Regions from separate parts of the Sus scrofa genome. Here regions 1 and 2 are each linked to region 3. The links are chromatin contacts, called in public promoter capture Hi-C maps. All regions are on one chromosome and are shown on one strand. The core of a region is the stretch at or near the end of the contact, and the rest is flanking DNA. Distances in the headings are between cores, read along the strand shown.

Region 1 (3,636 bases), core at 391-2,890, 77 kb after region 3:
CAGAGGCAGGTAAAGAAGCCTTGCTCCCTCCCAGGTGACCCAGGCCTCAACCCTGCCTCGGGTTCCTCTGACAGCACAGCCGACCAACCTAGGCCTTCCCTTCCCCTGGCCTCTTCTGCCCAGAGCTCAGCCAGCCAAGGAGGACCCTCAGCTTGCCCCCCAAACACCCCCAGCTCTGCCTGCTGGGCTAGTTCTACATTTGGGAGTCTTCGGGACCTACCACATGGGCGCAGAGGAACATGGAGGAGTGGGCCTCCACCAACTGAGCCTGACAACCTCCTATCCCAACCTCTGTGACCCTCAGTCTCTTCTTTGGAACCAAGTAAGATTTAGATCCCGTGGTGAAGGATTAGAAAACTCATGTCAAGCACCAGAGGCCTCCATCAACAATGGCTACTACCCACAGGAGTTATAAATGTGTGCCAAGAAAAAGAATCCCTTCACCTTCCTCTTCCAAAGCCAAGGAACACAACCATTCAGAAAGCAGAGAGCTGCAGGCACATCAGCCTCTAGCTCTCTGCAGCAGGGAGTGAGAGACAGGCAGAGGGTGGGTGTTCATTGGGGCAGGAGCACCGTGGGGTCTAGCAGTGCCTTCTAGCAGTGAAAGCCAGAGCCCCCACCTCGCCAGCAATCCGTTCCCAGAAGCCTGCCGGCTGCCCGCATGGTTTTCCACTGTGTCCTCAAAGAAGCCCTCAGACCCTAAAATAAACCTCTGGACAAACAGTTGCCCGGCTCCTCCAGAGGAGCGACTAGACACGCAGCTGGGCATGCCGCCAGAGCCCAGAGAAAGGACTGCCGGCCAGAGGCGGATTACAGTCCGCAGGAGCAACAAGTGCCCCCTGTCCCCCTGCCTCCCCCTCCTGTGGTCTGGCAGTGGAGTCCAGTGTGTGCCAGCCTCAAGCCGCCCCAATCCCTGGCCAGCCTCCCCACTTGGCCTCAATTCTCAGGGGGTAGGCATCCAGCTTGCTAGAGCTCGTGTCTGCCTAAGCGAGTGCCGGCAACAAGGCAGCGGGAGAGTCCGTGACTCAGAGCCCATGAAATCAGTCCCTTCACAGTCAAGGCACTGTCATCCACACATGAACCCAGGGGGCGGAGGGGAGAGCCAGGAGGAGTGCCTTCCCCAAAGCTGAGGGGCAAACGGGGCGCTGGTACCAAGGACGCCCCGGGCAAGAACTCCACTCCGCTAGGGCATCGCCTCTTAAAGTAACCCGGGACAGCTGTGTAAGGATTCCCGGGGGCCCTGGGAAGGACATACGAGAACACACCTTGTCCTGGACGCAGACCGCAGGGAGCTTCCCGGCCACAGAGCCGTCACGGGGAGAGCGCGCCCGGCCAAAGGCGCAGGACGCAGCAGGGGGCGCGCGAGCGAGGGGCCGCCACCGGACAGCCGGGGCAGCCCGGGACCGCACCTTGTGCCGCGGGGACCCAAACTAGCCCCGACCAGGGGGGGCCGTCACCCCTCCTGCCTCCCTCCGCTGCCCTGAGTCTGCGGCAGCCGCAGAGGTTCCCCCACCCACCAGCTGTCCAAGCCCTTCAGGTGCGCCCGAAGCCCTTACCCAGTTTGGAGCAGCCCCTCGGGGCCAGCGCCATCCCGGGCGCGGCAAGCAGAGCGGTCAGAAGCGCGCAGCGGACGGCCAGCATGCTTCCTCCTCAGCTAATGCCCCATGATCCCAGAGAGGCAGCCAGGCAGGCGGGCGGGCGGCCGGGCGGCCGGGCGGCCGGGGCGGGGCGGCGGGCGGGCTCAAGCCCCGAGGGCAGCCCCCATCCCCGGGGGGCCCGCGCTCAGCACGCAAGGCTAGTCCCCGAGCCCCGCGCCGCACTCGACTCGGCTCCCTCTGGCTGGGCTCCTTGTCAGTGCGACTTCCCACTTGCACATGACTCAGAGCAGCGGACGGTCCTGGCAACGCAGGAAAACATTTGAGGAACTCGCGCTGGAGTCGTCTCTCGGCCGGCCCAGAGTGCTGTTACGAAAGCCGGAGCGGATGGCGCAACAGCCCCGCGCACCGGCCGAGCGGAGGGGGTGGCTTCCGGCCGCAGCGCCGCACCTGAGCCGCGAGGCCCTGAGCCCCGAGCCCAGCGGGGGCGAACTCTCCCTCCCTCTCCTTCTATTGATGAGAACAGGAGAATTAGACGCCACCAGCTCGGTTTTGATTTTTGGTTTCGTGACCAGGATTACTCTGTGAAAGGAGCACCTGGAGAGCCTGGAGGAGGCGATGTGCCTCTTACTGTTAGAGTAAAGCAGCGATTGGCAGCCCTTTCTGCCCCCTCGGAATCACTCGGGGAGCCCCCAAAGCCACCGATGTATCGCTTCACGCCCAGAGATTTAATGGATTTGATTCTGACTTAATGGATCTGGGATGAGGCTCGGGCATCGAGATCCTCGATAGAGTAAAGGTTCATCCTTTCTCCGTGCCTGTGTTCCCTGCAGCACAGGCCAGGGACAGATTTGGGCTCTGGAAGCTTCCAAATGGAAGTATCCCCTCCAGACCTCCACCTTCTGTGACAGCTGTGTGAAATCTTTTGAGTTTCTGTTTCCTCTTATGTCAGAGAGAGATAAGAAAGTCAATATCAGGATGGTTATGAAGATACCATGGTTATAAAGATCTACACACTTGACACAGGGTCCAGACCACAGGTGCTCCATCGATGTCAAAACAGGCACGTCCACCCTCCTGATGTGATAGATAGAAACTGGTACTTGGCTTTCAGAAGCAACCACAACCATCTCTTTAAAGGGCCCACCAAGGTTCCCCAGGGACCCTGAATCTGACAGGTGGCCTCAGAGCTGAGTTTGGAAGGAATGAAAATTACTGAAATAAGGTCTAGGCTGAGAAGTTTCTGGCCCAGCAAGTGCCTATGAAGATGTGCTTTTCCACTTTGGGCTTCAGGACCAGGACCAAGGCTCCTGGGGCAGCAGGAGTGGGCATGGTTTGGTGGAAGCCCCCAGGGGATAGGATCCGGCCTGAAGAAATAGGGTTTCTGCAATGCAGCCGGCGTGCTTCTAGGTTTCTCTGTGGGAACCTCCCATCAGCAGTGCTTGGCAGAACCAGGCACCTGCCCCGACCCACCCCATGCCAGAGGCTGGTTTGGGTGGGCTTGCTCCAGCCACACCCACAGGCGAGGGAAAAAAACATGTTGGAAGGTAGATCTTTTGGCACTGGCCCTTTCTCCTGCTGTTTAAAATTCCTTGGTGGCTCAGTGGATTAAGGATCCAGCATTGTCGCTCCTGTGACTCGGATCACTGCTGTGGCACGGGTTCAGTCCTTGCCCGAGAAATTTCACAGGCCACAGGTGTGGCCCTCAAAAATAATAAAATAAATATGATTAATAGTGGCAAACAATTGCCTTTGGAATGGATAGGCAATGAGATCCTGCTGTATAGCACTAAAAATTTTTTTAAATAATAAAAAATAAATAATAAATAAAATGACATTGCGGTGGGGCTCCCACTGTGGTTGCCCCTCCCCCTACTTGTGGCAGATACAGACCTGAAAATGATCAAAGAGGGACTACAAGCTGCAGTCTAAAACCAGAAGGCTGCAGAAAGCCTTCTGTTCAGATAGGTGAGTTTGAAAGAGGGCTATTGAAGCCCAAGAACAGGTGTCTCAGACCCCACCTGGCTCCTGCACCAAAGGG
Region 2 (3,169 bases), core at 136-2,635, 83 kb before region 3:
GAGTTCTTACCACAACCTTTTATGCTCCCAACTTGCACATTCAGACAGAGGTGACATGCAGCAAACTCTTCAGTCTCCTCAAAGGAGATAAAACAGCCCTAGGCTAGTTCTACACCTCAATCATCTTTAAATACCAAGAGCCCAACTTAGGCAAAGAAGACTTTTAATCAACCACCACTGACGACATAAATGAGTAGCCCAATAGGAAGCACCGAGGTCAACTTCAAATAAATGTTAACTCACTTTAAGCCAAGTGAGAGGAGAAAGAGGCGATCTGGCCAGGTTCTCAAGCCCCGAGGCGTCTTGGTAGAATCCCCCGGGCCTTTCCACAGGCTAACACCTGCCCTTGGCAAAGGAACGCCAACTATGGGTCTCTGGAACCTCTGCCAGCTTTGTCCTTTGTGATAGTGCCACCTAGCGAGGCTCCAGAGGCACTGCTGCCTATCCCCGGCAATGCCGGGACCACTGCGACAAGGTGTTAGCGCTTAGGACTTGAGACTGGGAAAGTGGTCCGCCCAGGCTTGCGTCCCTCCATCTTACTGCCGGGTTAATGGTGTAAACTAGTCATGCACTGCTCCCATGACACCGCAGAGGAAGCCCGTGCCGTCCCACCCCAAACGTCGTCCAGACCCCGAGAGTCTGATAGCCGTGAAAGGTTAGCTTATTGGCTACTCTTCGTACATAATCGACCAGCAATCACTTCGTGATTTCAATTCCAATCCTCGGAGGGAGGCAAAGCAAGCATTACTATCCTCATCTGTCATTGCACAGATGAGAGAAATGAGGGAAGGTAATTAACCCAAGGTCACAGAGGGTCCTGGCCCTGCCAATCCGGCTCATTCTCCAATCCCATGTCCCTCATTCAGTGTGTGCCCAAGGGGACAGAGGCTCGGGCACCCTGCGCCGAGGACAAGCGTGGGTGCGCAGGACAAAGCAAATAGGCGACCGCAGCTCTCCGTCTTTCTTCCGACCACCGAGCGCCCGGCACGTTCACCGGTGCTCGGCGTAAAAGGGCCCAGAGCAGGAAACAGAGTCCCGCACAAGTAGCCCCTGGGAGCACGCGGCGCCGGGTCACGTGAGAGGGGAGAGCCGGCGAGGGCCGTCGCACGCACGCACGCACGCACACCCGCCGTACGTAAACACGCACTGAGGCTCTGCAAGCCGCGAGCTGAAGCCCTGGGTCACATGTGGAGGGTGGCCGCGGAGAACAAGGGGCGGGAAGAAGAGAGGTGTCACGTGAAGGAGGTCAGAACAGCGAAGTCACGTGAGAGGGGACGGAGGCGGAGTCTCCGAGAAGGAGGAGGAGGGGCGCGCGGCTTCCGGCGGCTGTGGGGGGGGCCAGGGAGCGGAGGGGGGGGGCCCTGTCCCAGAGGTGGCGGCGGCGCCATCTTGGCGAAGGGGGGATCAGGAAGTGCGGACCGCGGCGGCGGCGGCGGCGGCGGCGGCGGAGCCCGGAGCGGAGGCCGGAGGCTCCCGGCCCGCCGGCCCCGGAGCGGAGCGGAGCGGAGGATGCAGCAGCCGCAGCCGCAGGGGCAGCAGCAGCCGGGGCCGGGGCAGCAGCTGGGGGCCAGGGGGCGGCGCCGGGGGCCGGGGGCGGCCCGGGGGGGGCCCGGGGCCGGGGCCCTGCCTGAGGCGGGAGCTGAAGCTGCTCGAGTCCATCTTCCACCGCGGCCACGAGCGCTTCCGCATTGCCAGCGCCTGCCTAGACGAGCTGAGCTGCGAGTTCCTGCTGGCTGGGGCCGGAGGGGCCGGGGCGGGGGCCGCGCCCGGACCTCATCTCCCCCCACGGGGGTCGGTGCCTGGGGATCCTGTCCGCATCCACTGCAACATCACGGTGAGGACCCCTTCGCGTGCGCGTCTCTGGGGACCTCTTGTCTGGGACTCGGGATTACCCCACACGGCTTTTTGCTCTCCAAAGACCTGGGAGGCCGAATCCCCCTCTCGGGGCTAGGCTCCTTTTCTCCAGGTTACACTTGTTTGTGCCGTTTGAGGTTCTGTCGTGCACCTGGAAAGAATCTCTGCCCTTCATAGTGAGGGACACCCGACATATGGCGCCTCAACTACCCCTTTCCACTAACCCACCCACATCCATGGGTTCATGATTTTGGCTACTAAGCAACTTTACCTTGCCACCCAAGAATGCCCCTCTCATCCCCCCACTATCACCTGAAGGTTCCAGGCTGCTGCACTGACTTGAGCTGGAAGGACCTCCCTTGGAACTCTGCAGATTTCAGTGATGCCCCCTTTTCAGTAGCACCTTTGATTTAGGACGTTGCCACCTGTGGGATCCCTGCCCAGGCATCTCTTATTTAGCCCCTCTTTCAGTTTTATTAAGTGATAGTTTGCAGTTCAGCGACTCCTCTTTTTGGATTCCCTTTTATTCTGGTATAACCTCTAACTCTCCTCTTGCCCCAGCTGGTAGTCGCCACTCCCCTCCTGGTCCCTGTGGGTATCTCTCGTTGTCTTGGGTTCTTGCCTTTCCTGGTAATGATGGTGACGTTTGGGGGCTATCCCGTTTATTCTGACAGTTCCTTCTTTTTTCCTAGTGAACATCATACCATCCTAGGTGCGCTAGAGTAGGAGGCACCTTACATGTCCTAGGCTATACCCTCAAACATCCTGTGAAGAGGTTTGGCCTCTGATAATCTGGGAATGCCTGATACTGCATGGTGTAGCACTTACAGTGGTTGATACCACCTGGTGTGATAGTGTTTGCCCTGCTGGCAGCACTGGTTAGCGAGCCAGGGGACAGTGCTTTAATCCAGGCAGGCAGACTGCAATTGGGAGCAGCTTGGGGAAAGGCAGACTTGTGAATTGCGTGGCGCTTGGGGGTCTGAATTCAGTTTACATGGCTCTTGTTTCTTATCCCTTTTTTCTATCAAACCAGGTCAAGGTGTGGTGAGGCCAGCCTCCGCTTGGGTTGGATGATGCCCCACCAAACTGTGTTTCATGTCCCTCTCCTTTTTCCTGCTGAGATATTAAGGTTGAAGGACTAGGTGTGGCTCAGTGAGCTGAAGACTTGAGCATCTTTGATAATTTGTTTTCCTTCAGCATTGAAGAGTGTAGCCATGGCAGAGCTAAGAGCCCAGGGAGGAGTGGATAAGGTTTCCTTGGCATGTGTGGAAACTTCAGGAGTTAATTTTGTGCCTGAGTTATGCTTCCACTTCCT
Region 3 (3,474 bases), core at 735-3,234:
TTGCCAGAAAATAAAATGCCTTTGCTTGAACGACAGAATGTGACATGCACTGATGAGAATGCAGAATTGATATTTGGTAAATGTACCAATATCTCTTAGAATAAAGAGAGTCCTATTTCATTACCATTGTCCATTAATCAGTTTCTGCCTTACATTACCTGGTCTAAAGTAGGTCCTCTCAGATGTACAGCAGAAATTGGCACAACACTGTAAATCAACTATACTTGAGAAATAAGAAAAAGAATTTAAAAATTAAAAAAAAAGAGAAGACCTACTTCAGTAAGTCCTGATAAAAAGAAGAATTTCTGGATATGATTCTGGATATATAGTGTCCTACTGTGCAGCACAAGGAACTATGTCCCATCTCTTGGGTTGGAACATGACGGAAGATAGTATGAAAAAAAAAAAAAAGCATGTACATATATATATGTGACTGGGTCACTTTGTTGTACAACAGAAATTGAAGAAACATTGTACATCAATTATAATTTTTAAAAACCAAATTGGAAAATTTTTTTTAAAAAGAATTTCCAACAGGGTGGTTCAGTCCTTCTTTTATTCCCCAGTGTTTGGGACTCGGATAGATCAGATCCCTTGACTGTCAACATGCCAGCTGCAATTTTGGTACCCATTTCTTCCGGGCGAAGAAGGAGACACTGCCTTGCCATGACTCCTCTGCCCCATTGGACCCAGAACATTCGTTTGGCCTGGCAGGCCTGGTGGCGCTGGTGTCATGGAAATTCTCATTGCTCTGCAAGTTCAGTGCTGCTATATTGGAGGATCATTGTCAAGCGCGCTAACAGCATTTCCTTCCTGAGGAAGCTGAGCCCCTGCAGCTGAAACAATCAGACTGGAGGGGAAAAGAGGTTGGGGAGGGGAGCAACATGGCTCAGAAAACGGGATAGGCCACCAGATACACAATACCAGGAATAGCTTTGCTGTGTTCCTGAAACTGGTACGGGTGGATTAGATCTTTGAGCCTTCGGTGCCAGCTGTCATTATACACAACCAGGAACAGTCCTTCCAGACTGGGGGGGGGGAACAGTTTTATTATTATTATTATTCTTAATGTGTTCTTTGGGGAGGAAAGGAGGAAACCTTACACATGTCCTTTTAGCCTTCACACAGGGTGAGTTTAAACCTCCCTGTCGTGGTTTCATCCTGGGGCTTAAGCACTAGTTTGCCAGTTGGGGGGTGCGGGCAGAAGGGACTGGGCTTTTTTTTTTTTTTTTTTCTTTTTTGGTCGAGTGCCTGATGACTTGTGTGTCTCAAGGATCCACAACCCACGGATGATACCCATTTAGCTGAGGGCTGCGAAGCTTCGGAGCATCCAGTGGGGTGCTAGAAACCTTCCTGTTTGTGCGTGACAGTTCCGGGGATGGATGGGAACCTTTTGGCCCGTGAATCAGGCTAGGATTGTTTTCAGTGGAAGGGACCCTCTGTTCCCCCATTCACATCTTCTCCTTGATTTTGGTCTTGTTCCAGGACGAGTCAAGGCTGTGTCCACATCATCGTGGCTCAGACCAAAGACAACAAATACACCCTGAATCAGACGAGCGCTGTCTTCGACAGCATCCCGGAAGTGGTACACTATTATTCCAACGAGAAGTTGCCCTTCAAGGGGGCAGAACACATGACCTTACTCTACCCTGTACACAGCAAGCTGCACTAAGGTTCAGCCACCAAAAGCCCCGGCGGGGCCTCTTGCACCTCGGAGGGCATCCGCACCCAACCGGCATCTCAGGAGACAGGGCTGAACTGCACCACAGTATTTGGGAGGAAGCGGGACTCTTCATTTAGAAGTCCAAAAATCTTTGACCTTGAATCCATTCTGTGACACTTGGTTCCTGACCGGTCCCTTTTCTCCTTGCTCAGTCGTTCCACAATAAGAAACCAGCATGGACCAGTTGCCTCCACTCTCTGGAGTAGGGTGTTCTGTTTGGGGCATGACCCTCAGGAAAGGTAAGTCCAGAGTCCAGAGATAGGAAGGTTGTCCAAGAATGTGCCAGCTGTTCCCTGGAATGCCTGGTCTCCAAACAAACCAACACAAATGCACTTGGCTTTGACATAAGACAAAACAATGATCATGTGGGCTCAAAGAACAGGTAATACAGGAGCCCTTCTCGGGGAAAAGCATGAACAGTGGAAAATAAGTTAAGTGGTAGGCATTTTGGAGAAAGCTGTCTTTCTCTCTCGAGGGTCCTAGCTAAGCTCTGGAGTGCATGAAAATTCACAGCGTTAGGGTCTGGCCAAAGGATTATTTTGTCAGCCAGCCTTCTAAGAAAGTTTGTGTTTTCTCAGTCTCTGAGGACTTTTTCATCATTTCTCAGCCAATCAGTAATATAAGCATAAATAGGAAGGAAGATAGCCCCGATTTAAGAATCACCAATATAATTTAGCATTGGCAGCGTTACCGTCCTTCTGAATCACAGGATAAAATACACAACAAAGATTTCATTTTTTATTTTTAGCAAATCTGAAAGTCTGCAAAACAAATTTACAATGTATTTTTATATTGGATGCTTCTACAGAACTTCTCAAATCTTTTGTTTCCTCTTTTGTGCATTTTAGTTGTTATTGGAACCATTTTTAATTTTTAATCCCTAAAATTGGATTTGCTTTGTATTTTTAGAGTAACTTAAAAAAAACAAAAACTCTCTATAAAACCCTGGGATCTGATTGTGGGAACTGATTCTCTAAAGCCCGTAAGGTTTCTCTCATGCTGTACAAAGCAGACCAGTTTGCACTGCATAAAAATATTTCAAAAGACTGAAGACTTCTTTAACTACTGTTGCTTAAAGATATTAAAATAATATTCATAGCATTGTTATCTTTATGACTTAACCGTGAACTTATATCACCAATGTACTTACTGTGAAAAAAACCTGCGGGAATGGCGTACTGTGAGAAGCTACAGTGAGGGTCTCTATAATTACAACTGCGCAGATGTTTCTGTATTCTGGGCTTTGTAATTTGGTTCTTAAAACTGGTCTAGATACAAATGTGCTGCCTGTCATCACCGAAAAGTTAACTTTGGTAACTAATATTAAATGCACAAAAAAAAAATGTTGATTTGGGTTAATTTTTAGGGAAACATATCCTTCTAGTTATCAGTCATCATTTACTGTTATAATTAGAGATTAGTACATATTTGCTTCTTTATTAAGATCGTAGCCAAAGGGTCATGATTTTGATTTTAAAAATTTGAAAGAAACTTTTTCTCACTGGATCGCAACGATTTTTGTAATGAATGTTCTGGAGTTCTCTTGTGGCAGAGTGGGTTAACGGTCCCACATTGTCACTGCATTGGGTTGGGTCACTGCTGTGACGTGGGTTTGCTCCCTGGCCCAAGAACTTCCACATGCTACAGGCATGGCTTGGTCCAAAAAAAAAAAAAAGGACTGATAAAACTTTTGCCTTTTTTTTTTCTTTTGGGTGGCACCTGCGACCTATGGAAGTCCTCAGGCTAGGAGG

What was found. Promoter capture Hi-C pulls out the DNA fragments that hold promoters and counts their contacts.
Region 1: a contact with region 3 is called in a promoter capture Hi-C map of liver, with 3 times the contacts expected there. The contact joins the promoter of IL6R here to the enhancer-like site in region 3. A contact is called at or near these places in 2 of 5 promoter capture datasets (both in liver) and 6 of 47 Hi-C or Micro-C datasets (alveolar macrophages, blood, liver and 3 more).
Region 2: a promoter capture Hi-C map of liver shows a contact between it and region 3, with 4 times the contacts expected there. The contact joins the promoter of UBE2Q1 here to the enhancer-like site in region 3. A contact is called at or near these places in 3 of 5 promoter capture datasets (fetal liver and liver), 28 of 47 Hi-C or Micro-C datasets (alveolar macrophages, blood, brain and 15 more) and 2 of 2 datasets of contacts at active chromatin or transcription factors (alveolar macrophages and skeletal muscle).

Annotation. Positions count from the first base shown.
Region 1 is chr4:95,379,427-95,383,062 of Sscrofa11.1, forward strand. It overlaps IL6R (interleukin 6 receptor), which reads right to left and starts at 1,641. Exons shown (of 10, transcript NM_214403.1): 1 at 1,557-1,641. The coding sequence starts at 1,641.
Region 2 is chr4:95,219,764-95,222,932 of Sscrofa11.1, forward strand. It overlaps UBE2Q1 (ubiquitin-conjugating enzyme E2 Q1), which reads left to right and starts at 1,386. Exons shown (of 15, transcript XM_001929469.6): 1 at 1,386-1,564; 2 at 1,567-1,593; 3 at 1,596-1,834. The coding sequence starts at 1,510.
Region 3 is chr4:95,302,122-95,305,595 of Sscrofa11.1, forward strand. SHE (SH2 domain-containing adapter protein E) reads left to right here. Exons shown (of 6, transcript XM_001929442.4): 6 at 1,486-3,474. The coding sequence ends at 1,672. Among named protein-coding and RNA genes, the nearest start is that of TDRD10, 19 kb to the left of the region's middle. Within about 2 kb of position 1,985, at least 5 of the 83 cell types and tissues checked have an H3K27ac peak or open chromatin away from gene starts, as enhancers often do. A contact at or near this core is called in liver and retroperitoneal adipose tissue, where this site is marked.